2 separate regions of the Macaca mulatta genome follow, and region 1 is linked to region 2. The links are chromatin contacts, called in public Hi-C maps. All regions are on one chromosome and are shown on one strand. Each heading gives the region's core, a stretch centred on a gene start, on an enhancer-like site or on the middle of the called end of the contact. The rest is flanking DNA. Distances are from core to core; before and after follow the strand shown.

Evidence for each region. Hi-C and Micro-C count contacts between places; a contact is called where the count stands out from the background.
Region 1: a Hi-C map of fetal cortex germinal zone shows a contact between it and region 2, with 3 times the contacts expected there. The contact joins the promoter of GCC1 here to the promoter of ZNF800 in region 2. A contact is called at or near these places in 3 of 14 Hi-C or Micro-C datasets (blood, cortical neurons and fetal cortex germinal zone).

Annotation. Positions count from the first base shown.
Region 1 is chr3:167,435,762-167,438,875 of T2T-MMU8v2.0, reverse strand. GCC1 (GRIP and coiled-coil domain containing 1) reads left to right here and starts at 1,863. Exons shown (of 2, transcript NM_001265763.1): 1 at 1,863-3,114. The coding sequence starts at 2,278.
Region 2 is chr3:167,240,872-167,244,261 of T2T-MMU8v2.0, reverse strand. It overlaps ZNF800 (zinc finger protein 800), which reads left to right and starts at 1,964. Exons shown (of 6, transcript XM_015134845.3): 1 at 1,964-2,099.

The DNA.
Region 1 (3,114 bases), core at 614-3,113, 190 kb before region 2:
ACTGGACTGATAGATTCCCAATGGAGCAAGGGCAGTTGTTATGCCTACTCTGGGTTCCCAGTGGGCTTCTAGGATCAATTGTTTATGGACTCGAGGTAAACTGAGCTGGGAATAAAAAACCCTTCACTCATTCATTTGCTTTTTCAGCAGATATTTACTGTGCACCCACCACATGCCAGCACGTGGTTTCAGGCTTTAGTTCAAATCTTAATTCTGCCATTTCCTGAGGATTTGGCTTCAACACTCCTCATAACTCTTCTGTTATTTCGTCATCTATAAAAGGAGACTTGTTCTAACTTAAGGGGTTATGGTGAATATTAAAATGATGAGATAATGTGACTGAGTGTTATGTATAATACAGCTTGATGTTATTTGGGCCACTGAGAAACGGGGTCTGAACAGACCTCCAGGTCCTGCCCCATCCTGACCTGCAAAGTCTATACCAAGGACAGACTTCGGGAAACAGATAGGAGTGAGTGCATGACTTTCCTTTTTCCTTCAGTCATAGATTTGCATCACTAAGAAGGCTTTTATGAGGCTGAAGAGTACATTTTAGAGAGTTCCAATATAATAACAGAACTAGTGTTCACCAAGTTAGATCAATTCTACATTTAGCTCTTTTATCAGCCTCTTTGTTTCCATCTCTGTTATCACTACCTTCTCTTCCCCCATGACTGAGTCTCCTCAGAGGTCTCCTTGCCCCTTGTTCCCTCCAACATGTCATACAAGTCTTGATGACATCCCACTGTTCAGATTAAAATCCATTTAGGGCCTTACTATAACCCAAGATAAAATTTAAATGCTGTAAGTTGAGCCCCTACCTATTGTGCCAGCCCCTCTGTTGTCATCTCCTTCACATACCCTAAGCTACTGAATGCTTTCTAGGTGAGTCAAACTCTGATACCCTACAGGTCTTTGCATTTTTTGCACCTACCTGGAATGCTAGTTTCCCTGATCTCTGGTTAGGTGGACAATCAGGACTCATTCTTAAAATCCCGAAGTATTATTCCCAAGAGCCTTCTATGCCTCACCTAGACAGGCCTCTTTCCTCTTAACTTTCATGCCACTTTGAATATACTCAGACATACTGGTGTGATAGCAGGACATATTTGTATATCTGGTTCCTCACTAGATTGTGAGCTCCCTGAGGGCAAGGTTGTGTCTCTTAATGGTGTTACCATCTAGCACAGCACGTGATATGTTGAGAATCAGACTGATTAGGATAGAACTCCTAAACTTACTAGCTGTGTGACCTTGGGCATGTTACGTATAACCTTTCTGCCTCATGTTTTCATATCTGTAAAATATTGCTAATGAGTATAGTGCTTACAAGAATTATTGTAAAGACTAAATAGCAAAACTCTTGTGAGCTCCTGGTATATAGCTGGCACTCAGAATAGACATGGCTATAGAGTGCCCTCCATAAATATTTGTTGAATCAACTCGGCAGAACTAAGGAAGGGTACTATTACGCTGTATGCCTACTAGGTACCAAGCACTGTGCTAGAGAGGAGTGCAGTTTTCGTGGTCTAAATGGGAGTCTTAATTGTTGCCTTTTAGGGATATGGGTCCTGAGCTCCCAAATCGTTGGATGTGTGGTTCACCTGGGTGTTTGTTAAGAATGCAGTGCGACGTTGCCCTCTGTCGCTCGCTGATCGTAGCCCGAGGTCAAGCTTGGGCGCCCTCACAAAACCAGTACCACTCTGGTGTCTTCGACTTTGCTGGCTTCACCCTTCCCAAACCTGTTGTTTGCCGCTCGCGGCCCCACTGCACATTCTCAGCGGGCCGATGTGGCCCCGCCTACCTCGCGCCCACTGGGGGCGGAGCCTGCGGCGCATCGCTGACGTCACTTCCAGCGGACACGGAAGCGCCGTTGTCGGCAGATGTAGTTAGGAAGTCGTGATGGGTCAGCGTAAGCCTCTGGCCGACGTGGGCCGAGGGGGCCGGCCCGGGCTGTTGTGACCCAGACGAGCGGAGAGTGCGGAGCGGCATTTCGGCCAGCGCTGACGAGCCCTGGCAGTGCGCGCGCCTCTGGTGCCAGTGTCGCTCCGCCTCCGGGATAGAATCCGCCCCAGCCCTCTGGGCCTGGGACCCGGCGGCCGCTTTCTCCAGTCCTTCCCGCCGATCCGCATTAGGTCCGGGATAACTGGGTGGAGTAGGTGTGCGGCCCGCCGCCGGAGAGCCCGCTAGCTGTTTCTTTAAGCCCACCCCTGCGTCTTCGCGGCCCTCTCCCGTTCTGCCGGAAAGCTGACGTGGGGCAATCCGTTCAGAACCTCCATGGAGAAGTTTGGGATGAATTTCGGAGGCGGCCCGAGCAAGAAAGACTTGCTGGAGACTATAGAGACGCAGAAGAAGCAGCTTCTCCAGTATCAGGCACGGCTCAAGGATGTGGTCCGTGCCTATAAAAGCCTACTGAAGGAGAAAGAGGCGCTAGAGGCCAGCATCAAGGTGCTGTCGGTATCCCACGAGGCAGATGTGGGCCTCGTAGGTGTCCAGCTTCCAGGCCTCACATTTCCTGACTCTGTGGATGACCGGTGCTCCACTCACAGCGAGGATAGCACTGGGACCGCCACTAGCTTGGATACTGCGGCCAGTCTCACCAGCACCAAGGGTGAGTTTGGGGTAGAAGATGACAGACCGGCCCGGGGACCACCACCTCCAAAGTCCGAAGAGGCCAGTGGGTCCGAAAGTGGCGTTAGCAGTAGCAGTGGGGATGGGCCATTTGCAGTTGGGGAGGTGGACAAAAGACTGCACCAACTGAAGACTCAGTTGGCTACTTTGACTAGTTCTTTGGCCACAGTCACTCAGGAGAAGTCCCGCATGGAGGCTTCTTACGTGGCTGACAAGAAGAAGATGAAACAGGACTTAGAGGATGCCAGTAACAAGGCGGAGGAGGAGAGGGCCCGCCTGGAGGGAGAATTGAAGGGGCTGCAGGAGCAAATAGCAGAAACCAAAGCCCGACTTATCACACAGCAGCATGATCGGGCCCAAGAGCAGAGTGACCATGCCTTGATGCTGCGTGAGCTCCAGAAGCTGCTGCAGGAGGAGAGGACCCAGCGCCAGGACTTGGAGCTTAGGTTAGAAGAGACCCGAGAAGCCCTGGCAGGACGAGCA
Region 2 (3,390 bases), core at 715-3,214:
CAAATCATACCACTTGTTAAGTCATCTAAACTCTCTTTACCCCAGTTTTCCCACCTGTGGAATGGAAGGATAGCAAAACCTCATTAAATTGTTGATAGGATTAAATGAGCTAATATTGAGTTTAAAACGTATTAACTACTCAATACATGTCAAATAGTAGTACTGTTAATTATAGTAGGGAGTAATCTAGGTCCTGACCCCAAGTTCCTACTGACTGGCACATTACTTAATCTCTCTGGGTCTCAATTTTTGATTCTTTCTTTTCTTTCTTTCTTTTTTTTTTGTTTGAGACGGAGTCTCACTCTGTTGCCAGGCTGGAATGCGGTGGCGCGATCTTGGCTCACTGCAACCTCCGCCTCCCGGGTTCACGCGGATTATTTCATTTTTATAGATATGTTTAATATTTGTTTTACCCACACGCACATTTAATCTTGACTCTAATTCTAATCATTCAAAGATTGTCTAAACTTACTCTGTTAGCAAGCAATTTTGAGGACTCTCTAGTACTGACCACTTTGCATTAGAATATAAATAACACTACATTTGCTCACAAAACATACTGTTGTTTTTTAATTTTTTTTCTCACACCTGGTCAGCAAACAACTGATATATCTGAAGCAAAGCTTTTTCAGGGTTAGGGCAATTTAGACTTGCATATTCATTTTTAAGCCTATGATAAATATGTTTATTACATAAAAGTAGGAAAAGATCCTCTGAAAATGCAGAAAATATTTTACCTCACATTTTACCAAAGATCTCCAATATAGATATTTTTATGTTTCTTTCAGTCTTTTTTCACTGCATTTTTTGGAGTGACATTGCGCTTTATTATTGTATATCATTTTTCATATTACAGCCTTCTTATTGCATTTCAAAATCAATTTTTCTGCTTATTAGTTTTATATGCTTAATTTACAAATTTTGCAAAGTATACAGAATAAAGAAAATAAAAATCGTTCATAATTGCACCGTTACAGCCCACTGTTAAAGTATCACACTTCAAAATACTTCCTTTGTTGCTTAAGCATATCCCATACAACTAAATTTTATACAAAATGTGATTTTTATTGGTTGCATAACAAACACTATCTCAGAAGTATCATAACTTATTTTACATTAATTTATAAACTGTGGCATTTCATGTTTTAGTTTCACGTTAAGTGATGCCTCTCGACTCTTGGACCGATATATATGATCATACCGCTTATGGGACTGGTTAGTGTGTGTTTAAGATCATCTTTCTATCCTTTTCTTGTCATCCCCTATAATCAAGCTGCTGCAATCCCCGGAGACCTAATGCAAACGCTTCACCTCCTGGACCCAAGCCATCCACCACCGTCCCCCACCCTCTGCCTCAGCCTCTTATGTAGCTGGGACCACAGGCATGCGCCATCCTGCCCGGCTATTTTTTTTTTTTTTTTGGTTGAGAGGGGGTTTTGCCATGTTGCCAGGCTAGTCTTTAACTCCTGGGCTTAAGCGATCCTCCCGCTTTGACCTCCCGAAGTGCTGGGATTACAAGCACCAGCCACTGCGCCTGGTTTTTAAAGTAACAAATGTATTAATTTACAAACTTTCCTTTGGATTTTGAAAACTAAACTTTTTCTCTTCTAAACAAAGTCTATCTACTAAACTTCAGTTTTTCCAGGACCCCGCACAATGGCAGCTTAAGTTGGACCAACTGGAAAGGTTTTCAGTGGATCTTGGGGAGGATCGGAGATAAGGCGAATGGGCTTTATTCTCTTAAAATTTCCTGACAGTGGACACATATTTGCTTGATGTCACCAAGAGCAAGAATTACGTTCCAGGAGCTGGGAGGAAAACGACGGGGGCGGTTCCCTCGCCCCCAAGAAGCGGTCCTCGGTTGGCAGAATTTGACAGATGTCTGGGATCTTCGGGGATTTTCCAAGCAGGATGCGGGCGCAGAAGAGGAGGGAAAGGGCGTGAGCTCACGTGACCCAACTCCACTTTCAGGTTTGAGAAGCGGAGCTGCCGGGATAAATACCCATCTGCTACCAATAGATGCTTTCTCTCCCTTGGGCCTGATAAAACAACCCCCAAGTTCCGGGAGGCACGCTTCGAAAATTGTTGGCAAGAAAAAAGTAAGTTCAACTTTTGCCATTTAGCAATGCACTGACAGCCTTTTGGGGATCATCACTACTTACGGCTCATACATCTGCTCACCGCTTCCTAAGCCCTCTCCTAACCCTCCCCGAGTTTCAGTTCCACTGTACAGAGAACGCCGAGAGCAACAGTTTGGTGGCGGAGCAACCCGTCTCCGTGGGCGCGCACGCCGCACCGCAGACCTCACACCTCACCCTGGGCTTCGGCTCTCGGTCGGCCCGAAACTCCGGCCGCGGCCCTGGTGTCCCCTGCCCCGGTTCCCTCCCCTTGGACACGGCCCTCGCGCCCGCGGACCCGGTCGCCTCCCCATCCGCCGCAGCGGGTACAGCGCGTCGCCTCCCCAACAAGCGGGGGCGCCGACCGGGCGCATGCGCGCGGCGCTCCCGGGCGTGCCGGCCACACTCCCCCCACCCACTCGGTGAGCTTGTCACTTCCTGCCCTCGCCCCATCTCCGTCCGGGGTCAGTCAGTCGCTCCCTGTCGCTGCCGGAGAGTCTCTGCTTCCCCCTTCCTACGCGCTCCGCGGCGGTAGCTCGGGCTCTCCGGAGGAGGGAACGACAGAGAAAAAGAGAGACTGACTTAATAAAGTTTCCTGAAACAACAACTACCACCGAAAAGGCCCAAGGTGGGGGGAGACCCCCATTCTTCCCCGCCCCTCTCCTAAAGCCTGAGGGACCGTTGCAGGTGGAGCGGCGCTGGAAGGACCCGGGCTGCGGCGGCAGCCGTTGCCCCGGCGAGGGGAGCCTCAGGTCCTACCCGCTCCGGTTCCGGCTCCTTCGGTGGCGGCGGCGGCTGCTGCCGGGCGGTTCCTCCTGTCAACTGCCTCCGCCCGCGCGCCACCCGCCTAGCCACACAGCGCGGAGGACGCCGTAAGCCGCCGCCGCAGTCGCCTCGGCCCGCGGAGGGACGTGGTGAGCTGTGGCGCTTCCGCGTCAGCGCCGGCGGGGACTCTTTGGGAACGCGTCGGGCCCGAGTCCCGGTTCCCTCGCGTGGTCAGCGGAGGCTGCGCCAGGTGGGGCCCGCAGCAGCCTCCCACGCCAGGCTGTCCCCGCGGCTGCCCGGCCTGCCTTCCTTCCTTCCGCCCGCCGGCCCGCCCTAGGAGTTGAGTAAGTTGGGCGCACTTGGTTGTGGGAACGGGGTCTCCGCCAGGGAGACCCCAACGCACGTGCGTAGCGGGAGGGCGCGGCGTGAGCCCGCAGTCGGCGGGAGCGGCACCTCCGTAGTCTCAGAGCCCGGCGGTGCCCGCCGCGCTCCGCGCTCCCTCTCCGCG